Linked DNA regions of Anser cygnoides: region 2 is linked to region 1. Evidence: chromatin contacts called from public Hi-C data. All regions are on one chromosome and are shown on one strand. Each heading gives the region's core, a stretch centred on a gene start, on an enhancer-like site or on the middle of the called end of the contact. The rest is flanking DNA. Distances are from core to core; before and after follow the strand shown.

Evidence for each region. Hi-C and Micro-C count contacts between places; a contact is called where the count stands out from the background.
Region 2: a Hi-C map of liver shows a contact between it and region 1, with 4 times the contacts expected there. The contact joins the promoter of GAREM1 here to the promoter of RNF138 in region 1. A contact is called at or near these places in 3 of 7 Hi-C or Micro-C datasets (all in liver).

Annotation. Positions count from the first base shown.
Region 1 is chr2:117,651,642-117,659,068 of Taihu_goose_T2T_genome, reverse strand. RNF138 (ring finger protein 138) reads right to left here and starts at 2,814. Exons shown (of 7, transcript XM_013184951.3): 1 at 2,243-2,814; 2 at 1,130-1,295. The coding sequence starts at 2,349.
Region 2 is chr2:117,821,995-117,829,421 of Taihu_goose_T2T_genome, reverse strand. GAREM1 (GRB2 associated regulator of MAPK1 subtype 1) reads left to right here and starts at 4,907. Exons shown (of 6, transcript XM_048049375.2): 1 at 4,907-5,239. The coding sequence starts at 5,119. It overlaps LOC136790176 (a long non-coding RNA gene), which reads right to left and starts at 4,825. Exons shown (of 2, transcript XR_010829662.1): 1 at 4,698-4,825; 2 at 2,981-4,202.

The sequences.
Region 1 (7,427 bases), core at 1,565-4,064:
GGCACCACTTCTCCTTATATTCTCTGGCCCACTGTTTCTCTGTTCAGAGTGAAATCTTTTTGCAGTAGGAGTGTTATGACAACATACAACTTTCCTCCTTGAGAAAAAAAAAAAAGTAAGAGGACATGAATGAACAGCAGCTTATAGATGCCTATCCATTTTAGATGCAAGTAAGACAGTAATGAGTCGCCCAGATTTTGTCTGAACAAAGCTGTGCTGGACATGGCCTAAATCAGAATCTCAGGTCCAGCAGCACTCTCAGAAGTGCTTACAGGTTTAGAAGCTGAACAAGACCACATCTCATGAGCCTGTGCCTAAATTTCATTAAAGTTCTGAAGATCTGCTTCATTCTTCCTTTTGATTTACCAACTTGTTATTGTTTCTTTCTCCCATTTGTGTCATATGAATGTATCAGTGGAACAAAGCAAAAAGCTGATCTTTGCACACTGGCAGACCCAAGACTCAACTGAAATCTAATTAACATAACAATTACATGGATCGGATGAACTTTGATGTAAATAAAATGGGTTGCTAAAATCCTGGATCCAGTTATAGCAGAAGGCAGATTACTCTAGATTTCAGTGGTGTCAGGATTTCACCCGATGCTCTGATAATAATGCCCCCACCACAAAGTAAACAGACTGATGTTCTGTGGGGCAGGGAGAAACTCCACATGATTGTATGTTATGTACAGAGTTAATCAAGTAGTGTTTGTTGTTTGTAATTTAAGTTTTGAAGTAACTCTAAGCACTTTCATTTCCCTCCTGAAAGTGTCTGAGGTTTTCCATATACCTCTAACTTCCATTTTCAGTCACCTAACTTTTATTTTGCCAGTTTTATAGCTATATCCAGATTTCTCATTGTTTTGGGGGAAAAACTGGCACCCCACTCAGAAAGTCACTGTAGACAATAGAAGATCTTCTCTCAGTTTACATGTTAAGCATACCTAACAGGTACCTAATGGTAGGCGTCACATGCCTCATACATACACAAGCCAAACAAAACTAAGTCCAAACTACTACAGGCTTTTTTTTTTTTTTTTTTAGCTCCCAGACATGAATGGCAAACAAGTGTGCCTGTTTAAAAATAAGAACAAGATTATTCAACTTTTTGTAAAGTTTTACTCTACCTGCTTCTCACAGCATCTACAGCCCCCAGAAGCTTTCTTCATATTGTTTTCAACATCTAGAGCCCTTTTGGGATAAGATCTTTCTTTTTTAGTCACACTCCCCCGGCAGAGAGGACAATGTGTTCCACTTTCTCTGATAGCTGTCAAGAAGCACTTCCTGCAAAATCTAAATTGAAAAGTTACCACAAACACAGATTAGCAAAGTGAAAAAAGTTAGATACTTTGTCCTTCAGGAGAGATGAGTGATTACTAGCAAAAAGCAATACGTCAGACTACTGAACAAAAATCTTTAGAAGATAGACATAAGAAAAACAAACAGTGCTTACAAAGAAGTATACGGAAATTAGGGGACCCCGGCAATGAATTTTAGGTAAAAATCTTACTATTTTCTGTCTAGTGCTCCAGAGCTGTGCACTGGATTGATCATTAATGATATTAAATGGTGCAGCAACCACGTGACACTGGAAAATCTTATCAGAGTAATTCCTGTTTATTGTCCTTAAGTGGAGCCAAAAATACTGCAAAGCCTCATTTCTGTAGTTTTCCCAAAGATTCCAGTCCATTCACTTTTGCGTTTCTCCCCGGCTTCTTCTTGAAGCCTCGTATACCAACTATCAAAGGTATTTTGCCTTTCTACTAACCGCACTGTGTGGTTAGTAGAAGAGTACTTTGTGATCAAATATTCCTCCAAAAACGCACGGATTTCCACTAGGAATGGACGAAGGGAAAGAGGGAACAACTAACCTACGACCCCGTTCGGAAAGCGAACGGGAAAGCACAAACGAAGCCTAAAAGTGCAATTTCAGTTAGGTTTCTAAGTTGCCTTCGCTTGCAGCTCAGCTCGGCAGGCACCCAGAGGCCAGGGGGGGGACCTGCTTCAAGACGTGCCTTTTCTAACCGGGCCGCCACAAAAGAGCCGGGTGCGGGTGACACCTCCGGGGCCGGCCTTACACCGAGCCCTGCCGCTGCTTTACCTCGGGGCGCTGCCCGAAAACCTGAAAACCGGGCGGGGGGGGGAGAAGGAAGGCAGAGAAATAAAGGCAGAGACCCGGGGGAGGCGAGGCGACCGCCTCCGCAGGACGGAGGGGAAGGGAAGGAGGGAGGGATACCCACACATGCTGGCAGTTCGCGGTCCTCACGGGCGTTTTGAACACCTCCTGGCACACGGGACAGTAGAAATCATCCTCGTCGAAACGCTGCGCGGCGGCTTCCCCGGCCATGGCCAGGCGCCGGGGCCTCTCAGCGCGGAGCGGGGGCCAGGCGCCAGCCCCCCCCCCCCCACGGGCGCCCCCCGCGGGGCCGCCAGAAGATGGCGGGCGGGCACCTGGCGCCAGGTGGGCGGCGGGGGAACCGAAGGGGCCCGGCACGGCTCGGCTCGGCACGGCCCGGGCCCGGCTCGGGAAGCGCCGCCGCCGCCCCTCGGCGCTCCCTCCCCGCCCCCCGGCCTCGCTGCTACCTGCCGCTGCCCGCGGAGCGCTGCCGCCCCCGCCGCGGAGCCTGCGAGCGGCTCAGCCGCGGCTCGCCCGGCCCGGCTCCATGCTGCGCCCAGGCCCCGCCGCCGCCGCCACCGCTTCGCCCGGGGGACAGGGGCGGGACCGGGGCCTGGGGCGGGCCTGAGTTTCCATGGCGATCGCCTCCCGGCCCGGCGGGACTCTTGTGACACGGCGGGGCGGCCTCGCCCCGCTCCGCCCGGCGCGGCTCGGCACGGCACGGCGCCCCTTCACCCTTCACCTCTCGCCCCGTGCTTACCGCCGGTGCCAGCCCCGCCGCCGGTGCCGGCCCCTTCCCGCAGGCCGCCACCCCGGTCACGGCCCCGGGCTTAGGGACGGCGGGGAGGGCGCCCATGTCGCCGGGTCGTCCGGCCCCCAGGGGTGCCCGGGTTGCGTTGGCGAAGGGCGGCTTGTCGCCGCTGGCCCCGGCCGCAGGGGCGAGCCGGGAGGCAGGGCTGTGCCCGCCGCCAGGGGGCTCCGCCGGGCCCCCCGTGGCCGTGGGTTTGGGCCTGTGCTCGCACCCCGGCACGGTGCGGCCGCAGGGCCGGTACCTGTGCTGTGCTCCTGACGCTTCTCGGCACACAAAAGTTCATGGAGTTAGGAAAAATCCAACTCCTGGGAAGGTGGTGCCGCCCAGATGTCCAGCTGCTGCAACCCCACGTCCCTGTCGTCACCCCCATTTTGAGTATGATGCGACTGCAAACACCGATGTGAAAAAGTATAAAATAAATGCTGGCCCCTGAAGTAGCTAGGGGAAGCGCTACAGGGTAGCAAGCAGGTCTTGTAAGGGCACCCTGACTCTCCGGGAGATAATAAAAATGCGCCGCCAACTCAGCTGAAGGGCAGACATTTCATCTATGTCATAACATTCAGGAGCTTCAATTATTAACTAGCTGAACATTTCCAGTTATGCTGACTAGCACTAATAAATTTAGGACTTTGTGTTAGGAAACTCTTGAGGTATTGAATGTTCTGCAGCTGGTTCAGCATGGTATATTGACAAAGCTGGCTTTCACTAATACCTCTGCCTAAAGAAAGTCTAAAGCCTACGCAAAACAAAAAGTATGTGTGTGCCCTTTGCTCTGCTGTAAGGCATTGCCAGTGGAACACACTGCCTAGCGGTGAGGTGACTGCGCCAGCTGCATCAGCTGCAGAACAAGGCTCAGAAGATGGCTTGTGGAAAGATGACCCCATGCGGCCTCGCATAGGCTATTCAGGAATGCACCTGACCTCTCACTGTGGCCATCTGGATATCATCCAGCACGAGAAACACATCAGCTCTTCAGTTTTGAGCAAGAAAGACCATCAGGATAACCAAAATTAGTTACTTACTTTCTGTGATACTTTGCCTCGTGTATGGAGTGCTTTCCATATACACATATCCATCATCAATAAATAAATAAATAAATAAACAAATATGTTATGTCAAAGAATTAATTGCTTGTGATAGGAAAAAAATAAGTTGTACGTACAAAAAATCATTTATAGATTTACTAACACTAGCAGTATTTCTATGTGTAGTTTTACTGGTATTAGTAATATCTGGGTCACAATTTCTACCTCCTGAATCATACTGATAGAAACTTCTAACAGTAAGCCAGCAGTATGACTGCACGCTTTTATTCCACAATAATGAGTTGTAAGAATATAGTTATAGTGGTACAGCTATGCCAACAAATTTCTCTCTATTGAGAAGACCTTGGACTTGCTAAGCCCGTCTAGCACTGACCTCCTCTGAACATAACTCTTGGCAGATAAACAACAAACACAATTCTGGCAATACTTTAAAAAGAAACAGATTCATAGAGATTGTATTTGTTTCGGAATATATTAATTTGTAGATATATTAGTTTGTAATAAAAGTAAGATTCAGGTTGGGCCTGGTCTCTCTGGGCTGAAGATAAATGTTTCCTTCACCTTCATGTTCCTTTTCTCCTTGGGACTGCAGCTGTCTCTACCACAAGTAGACGTCTAGAAGAGATCGCTAGGTAGGGAGCTCTCTCTAGCCTGTGATTAAATTTTTAGGGCAGAGAGAGTACAAAACACTAAGCCTTGTGGTTCACGTATGTCTCCAGCTCTTCAAAACTATTTAGGCTTCAGACATCCATCAGAGCTATGTATGTTGTATCTGCCAGTGATCAGAAGTAAGAGGCAATGCCCCTGTTGCCATCTGGGACCATGGCTTGGAGAGGAAAGAGGGAACCAGAGGAAACAGCAGTTGGTGGCAGTGACCTCTTCGGTAGTGTAAGTACAGCCGGAAGAAAACACCCAACTACACCTTGAGTGGTAAAGAGCCTGCAGAAAGCTTTTTGTATGTCTCTGTGCACCTGTTTGGACTGTACATACCTGTATAGCCAAATTCAGATATGCCCTGCTCATGCCATGAAGCTACATTAAACAGGAAGAATTACAGAAGGCCCAGTTTAGGCACTACAGAGCTGCCATGCATTATTAGCTGAGAGGGAGACAGCATGGCCTTCAGCCTCAGCAGGTGAGGCTTCCACACAGCCATGGGCCTCCCAGCCTTTTCAGTCTCCCTGTAGGACTTCAGGTAAGCGTGTCATCAGGCCTCAATTCCTCAATCTGTGAAAGGAGAACAGTTTTTAATCACCAAATAAGGCTGCCGTAAAGGTAAATTAATTACCGCAGGTAAAGAGGGTTACGTTCTCTGAAGGCAGGTGTTAAACAAAAGCAAAGATTTATTACTAAAGGAACATGATAGGTCCATTTGAACTTTGTTCAGGAGACCACAGCATTGATTGATTAGTAGCTTTTGGCAGGGGGAGAAATTGTGCCGGTGACCTCAGAGAAGTAAACTACAGGAAGACGTGTCCGAAGGCATTCATGCTGCTGCTAACATTATTGTAAATCTTGATCCTTTAATAAAGCTGTGACCTTGGAGTAGACAACTAGTATGCCATGGAGCGATATATAGCATGGCACCAGCCTTGTAAATCTTATGTACTTTTTGCCATTGACGTAGACAACATGTAAAAAGAAATCAGGCAGCTGAAGTTTATGAAACACATTTATTTGAAGGAAAGCATTTTAAATCAGAATTTTTAGATTAAATGAAATCAATGGCCCTGCCAACTTTTTATTCCTCAAGATAAAGAGTGTTTGTGAAATGAAATTTCGACAGTGAAAACTTATAGAATTGCTCATAAAATTTTGCAGTTTGCTGGGGGCAACTGTCACTGGAAAGGTACATTTTAGACCACGTTTGCACAGCTATTTTACAACTTTGTACAACTACTTTTTGTACAGTTGTTGCTTTGAGTAGCTATTATTTTGTTTGCTTTCCTGGCAATGCTGCTGCTGCAACAGTGCATCTCCTTGTCAGTATGAAAAGGGCAGCTATCTGGAGTTCCTTGGGAGCTGTCAGAGACAAGACATGTAAGCAGGAGGGGAAAGAGAAAACTGTGTAGCTGCACAGTGATCAGGAGGTGCCATGTGAAAATCCTTTGCGTTTGCCAGCTGTCTCTGTATCACTACCTAAAAAGAATGCTTGCAGCCTCTGACAACATTAAAAAGAACATTCCTCCAGAGGGAACTTAATTCCTACATACAAAGAATTCTCCATACATTGTTTTTTAGATGTGCAGGAAGCCATAAGTCCAATAATTTATATACCAATCAATCTGACTACTTTGCTTCTAGCAGAACAGACTTTTTTATTTTTTGAGTAACTACTCAAATGTTCCCACAAATTTCATGCTTTGGAGCAGCACTGTCCATCTTTCTGACTGGGAAGTTTTCACACCCAAGGACAGTTCTCAAAGGGAAAGGGAAATAAATTTCCAAACTCATGAAATGTTGAATCTTTCTCTCCCCAGAAGGAGTCCCTTTCTGATTTCAAAAGAACTAGCAAGGACCTAACGCCTGCCAGGCTTTTCCTTGTTAACATATTACCACTGAGCTACTTTAATCACTATACATGCTTCTGTGCATGAACATGAATTTTAATTTCTTACAGATCAACAGCATCTGTGAAAGATACTGTGTTAAAGTGCACATATAAAAACAGTGTTACTAATTTTATAGTCTTATTACCCTGTCAATATCTTGAACAGGTTTCTATGTTCTTATCATAAACATAATATTCACTTCTTGTTATTCTTTCAAGATGTCTTTCACTTACCTACATTGCTAATTTTGAGCCTCATCTTGCATAAGCTGGAAATGGAAACTCGTGTGCATTCTAACATGGTCAGTAATACTGTCCTTGACAGTAGATAGTATGCCTGATACTGTTTTGCTTTTTTGTTGTTGTTGTTGTTGTTCTGATTTGTTTAGTGCTATAGCATCTGAAAAATTGTTTGTCATCTACCTCCAGCATTGCATTGTCACCATCAATATCCAAAAGACCAGTCTGCTCCTGGAATGGAGCTGCAAACAGATAGAGGTCACTGTACAAGCCGATGTATCTGTATATTGGACTATCAATGAGTTCATGGCCATCTGTTTTCTGTAGAGAAACTGACAATATTTCTTTTTATCCTTACAGATTTATTTATTTATTTTTTATTTTTTACAAAATTGAAATTTAATTCAAGAAATTGATTCAGAGACAAAACAATGTTTAAGGAAAAAGAAAACCAACATTTTTAGGTCTAAGCAAATTGCTAACACACCATTAATTGCAAAAGGCTAAATGTTGTTTTCTGTTTTTATCTACAGGACATGTTCTTCCACTGCTACTCAGTAGTCTTTCTGTGCTGCTTAGAGTGCATGCACATATTCTGAGAATGACCCATCCAGCACACTTTCAAAAAGAACTTCTCCGACATTGTTTAGACATAAAGAAT
Region 2 (7,427 bases), core at 3,658-6,157, 170 kb before region 1:
CGTGAAATACCTCTGCCTGCCCTCTCTCTCCTCTTCAGGCCAGCGAACACCAGTCCCTTGACCTTTCCTTGTAGGTTGGGTTTTCTAAATCTTTTGCCATTTTTGTTGCTCTCCTCATTATTTTTGAGTTGGTTCTCAACTATCCTGGAGCGTAGGACTGAAAACTGAGCAGACTATTCCAGTTTAAGTAACAATGGCTGGAGAGATCAAAATGATTTTATCTTTGATACTCCTACTTCTGCATTCCAGCATCAGCATAATGTAAGACAGCCTAACGTTGCTAACTGTTCAGCTTGTGATCCGTAATCTCGGAAGAACTGCTTTTCTATCCTGGTATTTGTGCAGTTGATTATTCCTCTGTATGTGTAGAACCTTCTGTTTCTCCGTATTCAGTGGCATTTCAGCTTCTCTAATTTGCCAGCATCCGTCTGAATTGTAATGCTGTACGCCAGCATAGCTGGAGCCTCTTCCTGTAGATACAGTCTTTGCATGTGAATAAGTATATTCTGTTTAGTCATCCGAGATATTGATGAAAATGCCGAGTAGCTCTGGATTCAAGATGGATCTCCGTGAAATCCCATTCAATACATCCTTTCAGCTTGGGAGTACCAATTATTTCCAAATCGTTTTGCACTCAAATGATGTATCTCTCTAAACCATTTTTTTTCCTTTCATTTAAGAGCAACTTATATGAAACCCTATGATGCTCACTTTTTCTAGGCTATCCATGGAGCCCGTTACCATCTGGTAGAAGTGGGCAAGATTGATCTGCTGTTGCTTGTTACTGACAAACCCATGCTGTTATTTCTCATATCTTTACTTTCAGTATGCTTAAAAATGGTTGGATTGCCGATCCAAATCACTTCTGTTTGTTTGTTTCTGGAACCTCACTCATTCTGTCTTTATTCTTGGAGATAAAGTGAGCTGCAGCTCTAACACTGCTTGAAACCTAAGAGAGTTTCATCAGGTCGAGTTTATCCAAAAATCTTTAACTTAACTAAGTATTTTCCAAGTAGTTTCTTCATTTTTTTTCCTAAGCTTTTAGTCCTTTTTCAATGGTACTAGTAGTGAAATCACACCTGCTTTCTTAAATTGAAGACCAAGGTTAGAAAAGACATTAGGAATACCAGTGTCTCAGCATCATCAGTGATCAGATGATGATGATTAAATAGATTCCCCCCTGTGTGGAATAACAAAACAGTTTTTTCCTTGGTCTTCTCACTATGCCATTTTCCAGCTTCCTTGCTATCTTTTAATTCCAATTGTTTAACATTTTGGGACTTTATCTTTCTGTGTTGTCCGTACATGTTCTATATGTAATTTGACCTACTTTTTACTTCTTTCATGTCATTGAAGATTGTACGATTCAGCCAAGCTAGGCTGTTATTTCACTTCCTCTCCTTCCTCTGTGTTTACCGAATTCTGCAGTTTTGCCTTCAGCAGTGGACCTTTGAAAAAACTCTAAGCTGTCTTGAACTCACACAAATTTTGCTACTGGTTCTCTCAGTTTAGGTCTCTAGTTAATTCCTCCTCCTCTTCCTAGCCATGCAAACGTATATATAGAAGGGGGTCAGATTGATCTGTAGAGTTTTGTTTGTTTTTCTGTGTAATAGGAATTCCTTCTATACATTACTCCTTCTTACAGTGTTTTCTATTACTTGTGGCTTAGGTACTATCCAGTCACTGGCCCACCTTAGGGAAGTGCAAAGAGTTAGGTTCCCGGGCAACAAAAAATGTTTCCAGGGTGCTCAGATCTCCTTACTATACCCCGCACAAGCAAAGATTGTTTGGATGCTACCAGTAAGGCAGCAATTGCATTCTCTTTGAAAACATGAGATGCACAGATGTCAACTGTATCAAACATACTCTTTCAACTTCCTCTCTCACCCCAGGTAAAGGTGGGTATTTAGGATCTGATTCTGAAATGATCACTGCATCTCCCGTTGTTTTCCACTGGACTTGTAAATATTTATTCTGAAAATTAAACCTTTCATATAAAGGCAAGTCACATGTGGGAAGAAGGAATGCCAATTCATGGAGGAGTTTAAAGAAATGCTGACTAAAATGGCTTCACACTAAGCTTACTGTATAAGGTTCCGAATTTTACTTGGTGTATGCATCCTACAGCGTAAAGCAAACTAGCAGATTCATACTAAAATCAGTCTTTTTTTCATACAGATCCAATTCAAATGTTAGCATAGATATGAACTGATGATGATCTGAAATGATTTAAAAATAATTTTATTAGCAATGGAATAAATATACTGGGGATTTTGCAGCCTGCTGCATAAATATGTTGTTAAACCAACATGAGACCCAATCAATTCAAAATGCATTTAAGACTAGTTTTAGGAATTATTTTGAGTCCCCCTGACAATGCTTATGGTTTTATGGCTACAATTTCCTGTAGATATTAAAAAAAAAAATGAATGCCACCTGAAACGCCCATGCAGAAAAATTATGATATTGCATAACTGAGGCCCTGATCCTGAAGCAGAGTCGCTAACATTAATTTCTCTAGAGGTCTGATGGCTTCATTAGTATTTTGCACAGGAGGAGACTTCAGTAAGAGATCATACTAAAGGACTGAGGCAACGCTAAACATCAGAGAAATTATTATATCTAAAGTGTTAATTATACATAAGGTACAGTTAAAGTACGAAATAGTCTCAGATTCGCATGTTCTTGTGATTTGAATACTGTATGTGCAATAATGTATTTCAAGAAGGTTCAGCTATAGTACAGATAGGACACATTACAAAGTCAATTTAAGAACTCAAGTGAGACATTTAAATAATAATAGGCTTTGTGATGTCTCTTTGCCTGGAAATAACTGAATGAAATTTAGATAGTGTCTAGAAGTTGCACTTAAAAAATGTATCCTGTTCCAATGGAATGGGTCAGAGGGAGTTAGATTTCCACTGGTGAGGGAGAACACAAACAGGGTTATATTTGAAGACAGGCTTAAAAGACGTGTGACTAAAGCGAAGACGGAACGATTTTTTAATGAAAAATCAGTAATAACTGTTTCAGGTGTGAAAGACGTATTTCTTCACCGATAGCAGAATTGTATGATGCCTGGGAGCAGCATACGCCACGAGGCCATATCTATCCTGAAATTAATGCTGGCTAAGATTGCATTTAAAAACACATCTCCACAGACTAGTGCTCGAAGTCCTGGTGAATCCCAGTCTGACCTGATCTGCTTTACCGTACACACTGCGTCCAGTAACCTCATCAAACCTGAGCAAGTTAAAACCATTCTTTGGCTTTCCATATTTCAACAGCAATGCTTTTAGCTATTATATCACTTTGCACTTCAATAGCTCAATTCACTGAAGTAGTTCAAAGCATTCTGCAAACTTCATAAAGAGGAATCGACTTTGAAAAAAAAAAAAATCCACATTGTCTTTTAAAGCTAGCAATTCTGGTAAGTAGGATCTAACAGCACCATGACTGAGTTCAGAGAATGAAGGTTTTTCATGGGGCCGGGAAATCCCAGAGCCAGACTGCGTAGCTGAAGTACGGGCCCACATCAGCATGCAGTTCAAAGCAACCCAGACCCATTTAAAGCAAGCTAACTTGGGCTTGTGTCATCCTCTCTGGCTTCCACAGTCTTTGTTTCGTCCCACAAAGCGTGGATGAGGCCCGTTTGCAGCAGAGCAGAACAAGAGCGGATCTGTCTCGGCCCTCCTCGTGCCGGCACCAGCAGCCACAAAGCAGGCAGCGGCGGTTGGCCCCTTGCTAAGGGGCACGAGGAGGCACAGGCGGCTGGAGGGCTCCTTGCCACGGCTCCTCACGAGCTCACCCAGCCATCCTGGAGAGGGGTGCCACGGGAGATGGATCCCAGAGAGAGACCTCAGCTGCGGATGCCTGCCGTCGTTTTGCAAATCACTGGGAGGTACTGTTTCTGGTCAACGGTACAGCCTTACGTAGAGCCATTAAATGTATACGTATATATAGTCTTAAATACAGTGTTTTACTGCAATGAAATAGCTTTGACACAAAAGTGAACAAAGTAAACTTGAACACAATGCAACTCAGCCACCTGCGAGTTACTTGCTGCTGTTGAAGTTCCCCTGGTTTCTGCTGGGGATCCTGGATGTCAACAGAAAATGGTGACAGAGAGCGCTTCGTGAGACCTCCTCACGTAAGCTGTCTTGAAAGGAGAACCAGCAGCTGGTTTTCAGTTCTCCTGTGGCCTGAAGAGCATCAAATAGGGAATATATTTAATACTCGCACGCGCAGTAATAGTGGTAAAGAGAAACCAAAGATCTGCCTTCCACTGCTCTTCGTATTTGAAGTATCCATTTGGTTCATGGGTGAAAACTGCAATAACAATCAAAGTTGGCCTGTAATTTGATTTTTCTGAACGTAGGATGAATCTCACAGGTAAACTTCCTGCGCCAGGCAGGAATTTCACAGGTAAATTTCCTTGGCAGCCAGGCGATGTGGGGCAGCGATCCGCACTGCCCGGGTGAAATGAACTTTATCTGCTACCCGCGAGCGTGCAGGGGGCTTTCCGTCAGCCCCTATGCTCCAAGGAGGCCACAACCTGCGCTCGGGGCGCCCTAGAACACCCCAAAACCACCCCAAAACCACCTCCCCACACGCTCCCCGGGCTGCAGCGCCAGGTGCCCGACCCGGGCCCGGCGTGAGGCGCCCCCACCCCCGGTCGCGGTGCGGGTCCCCCCCACCCGGCTGCGCGTCGGGGGAGCGCCCGGAGGGTGGAGCGAGAGGGCCGGGCTCGGCTTCGGCGGCGGCGATCCGCGCTCCCCGCCGTGCGGGCGGGCGGGCGGGCGGTCGGGCCGGCACTTTCCTTTTCGGAGCGGGGAGGAGCGGCAGCTGCGCAGGCGTTGCTCGCACCCTGTTGATTAGTCAGTGCTGGGATGGCGCTTCCTGGGCCAGGCGCGGCGGCGGCGGGCGGCCCCAGCCGGTGCCGAGGGGCGGCGGGAGCAGCGGCAGCCGCCCGGCGGGCCTCCCCCTCCGCCTAGCCCGGCATGTCCCGCGGCGGCCGGCGCTGAGCGAGGCGAGCTCCGTCCCTCCCTCCTTCCCTCCCTCCCTCCTTCCCGTCCCGTCCCGTCCCGCCGGCGCTGCCCGCCCTGCCCGGGTGGGAAGATGGACCCCGGCCCCTGTCCGGGCTTCAGCCTGAAGGACGTCAAGTGGAGCGCGGTGGCCGTGCCCCTGGACCTGCTCGTCAGCACCTACCGGCTCCCGCAGCTCGCCCGGCTGGACAGCGGTGCGTGGGGCGGCGGGGGGCGGCAGCGCGGGGCTGGGGCCGGGCACCGAAATGGCCGGGGGGCAGCGGGGGCAGCGGTGCCCGGCAGCCGGTGTGCGGTGGGAGGTGCTGCTTCAAGGCCGGGGGAGAGGGAGGCAGCACGCCGGGCCACCCTGCAAATCCCCCTCTTCCCTCCTCCTAGGAAGGCTGCTAAAAAGCAGGGGTGGCGTGAGGAGCCCGCGCCGTCCCCCGATAACTTTTTGCTGCTGTTGGCGTGGGTGCCCACCTGCAGTTGCTAAGTGTGCGTGTCTCTCTCTACTCCAGGACGTAAGCGAGCAGCCCGGCAGGATGGCTGTGGAGCGGTGCTGCGCCGTGCCTGGATGCCTGCCTTAGGAAGTAACCTGCCGGCACGGACAGCCGGGGGACGGGGGGCACTTTTTCCGAAAACTCGCACGGCTGCGTCGCGGTGGCGTTGCGTGGTAGCTCCCTGAAACCCGTCCAGCCCTCCCGTCTCTGAGGGAATGCAGAGGGCAGCTCAAAACCGGGGTTTTTGCCCGGGTTTTATAATTCGCTACCCGGCGAGGTGGCCTTGTAGGTGTGTGATGCCGTAGGTCGGTTCTCTGGCAAAGTTTCCTGTTCGTTTGCAAAGTGAAAAACGAGCACGGGCATTGTCCTCTGTCGCTCCCCGGTGTGCCAGCGAGACCAGGGCTGGTTTATTGCTTAACTGCAGCTCCCGTCATCCGGCGGCGATTCGAGCCAGGGCTTTCGTGACTTTGTCCCTGGGTTGTGCAGTACTAGCGTTTCCTCAGAGCTGGTGCTCAGGAGCAGCTTAAAGGAAAGCTTCTTTGCCGTTTTAACTGCAGCCGGCTATTTTTCCTGCCGGTGAACGTGTATTGTCCTGTGATAATGGCCAAGCTGCTGTATCGAGGAGTTCCTCGTGGTAGTACCTTCTGTCACTGGCAGCAGCTAAGATGGCCTCCAGTCACTGCTCTTAAGGCTGTCAATTTGCTTGAGATTCCTGGCAGTGATTCAGGCTTTAACAGGGTATATATATTGATGACTTATTAATCTCCCTCTCTGTGTGATAGACTTCTTCCCGGTCTCCCCACTCCTCTTGAATTGCTTCACTGGAAGGGACCTGAAAGAGCTTTGTGTGGGTTTTGAGGCAAGGAATTTTTCCCCTCCACCCCTTTCATGGACTTTTTTTTTTTTTGGGGGGGTGTTGGGTCAGACCCAGTGAGAGGAATATCCCTGAACTGAGACAAAACGCTGCTGAGCCTGTGCACGGGCTGTTTGCTTCTGGTGTGCCACACTTAAAGCACGCTGAGCGCTCTTTGATCGTGTCCCGGGATGGCCAGACGGGTGGCAGCTGTCGGAGTAGCTGTCCTGTGAATAAAGTTTGACCCCACGCTAAGCCCTGCTAGGATAGAGCATGGAGCTAACGTGGCAAAGGGGCTTTGGGCTGGAGCTGGCTGAGGTGTGGCCAGTTCAGAGCGCGGGCAGAGGCTCTCGGGTCTGCTTTTACCTCCTTGTACAGACATACCTTTTAACCCAAGGGACTACAGATGGCAGACAAATCAATACTTTGTAGAGAACATAGGCGCCGTGGTCTCGGTGGTGCGAAGGGGATGCTTTTCCCATTTCCAAAGGAGGTTGTCTTGCAATACAAGGAAGCAGCCGCAAGTCAGCGCATAGTCTCCAAAAGGAGACAAGTGCGGTGTGCGTGCAAATGATGGGAGCACCTCCTGGCCCGGGGTGGGTGCTCTGCATCTCCCGCCTTGCCTTGCAAAGCTGCTGAGTGGAGCTCTGTCAGGGAGTTGCTTGGTGCAGTACTGAAGGAAATAAACATAAAATCCATTCCAGGTGCGTGTCATCCAATGCTTAGGCAGTTTAGGGCTACCCCTGTTAACAAAGTAGAGTCTTCTGCCGGTTTTATCGGGGTACAGCTCTGGTCTCCACACTGCTGAAGGCACAGCTTGCAGATAACCAACACGTCCAAGTTTTAGTTGTGTGGAAGTGGCCTTGTCTGTTCTTTAAGCATTGAATTCCTGCTGAGACCAGTGGAAGCTGCAAGCATTCGGTGCTGTTGGAAGTCAAACCACCTGTAGATGTCTGTCTTCAGTCACCTTTCGGTTGCGTGGTTGGCTATGCCGTCTGCAGCAGCGGGTTGTTTTAAGACTGGTTGTTTCAGTCATGGTAAGGTTTTGTG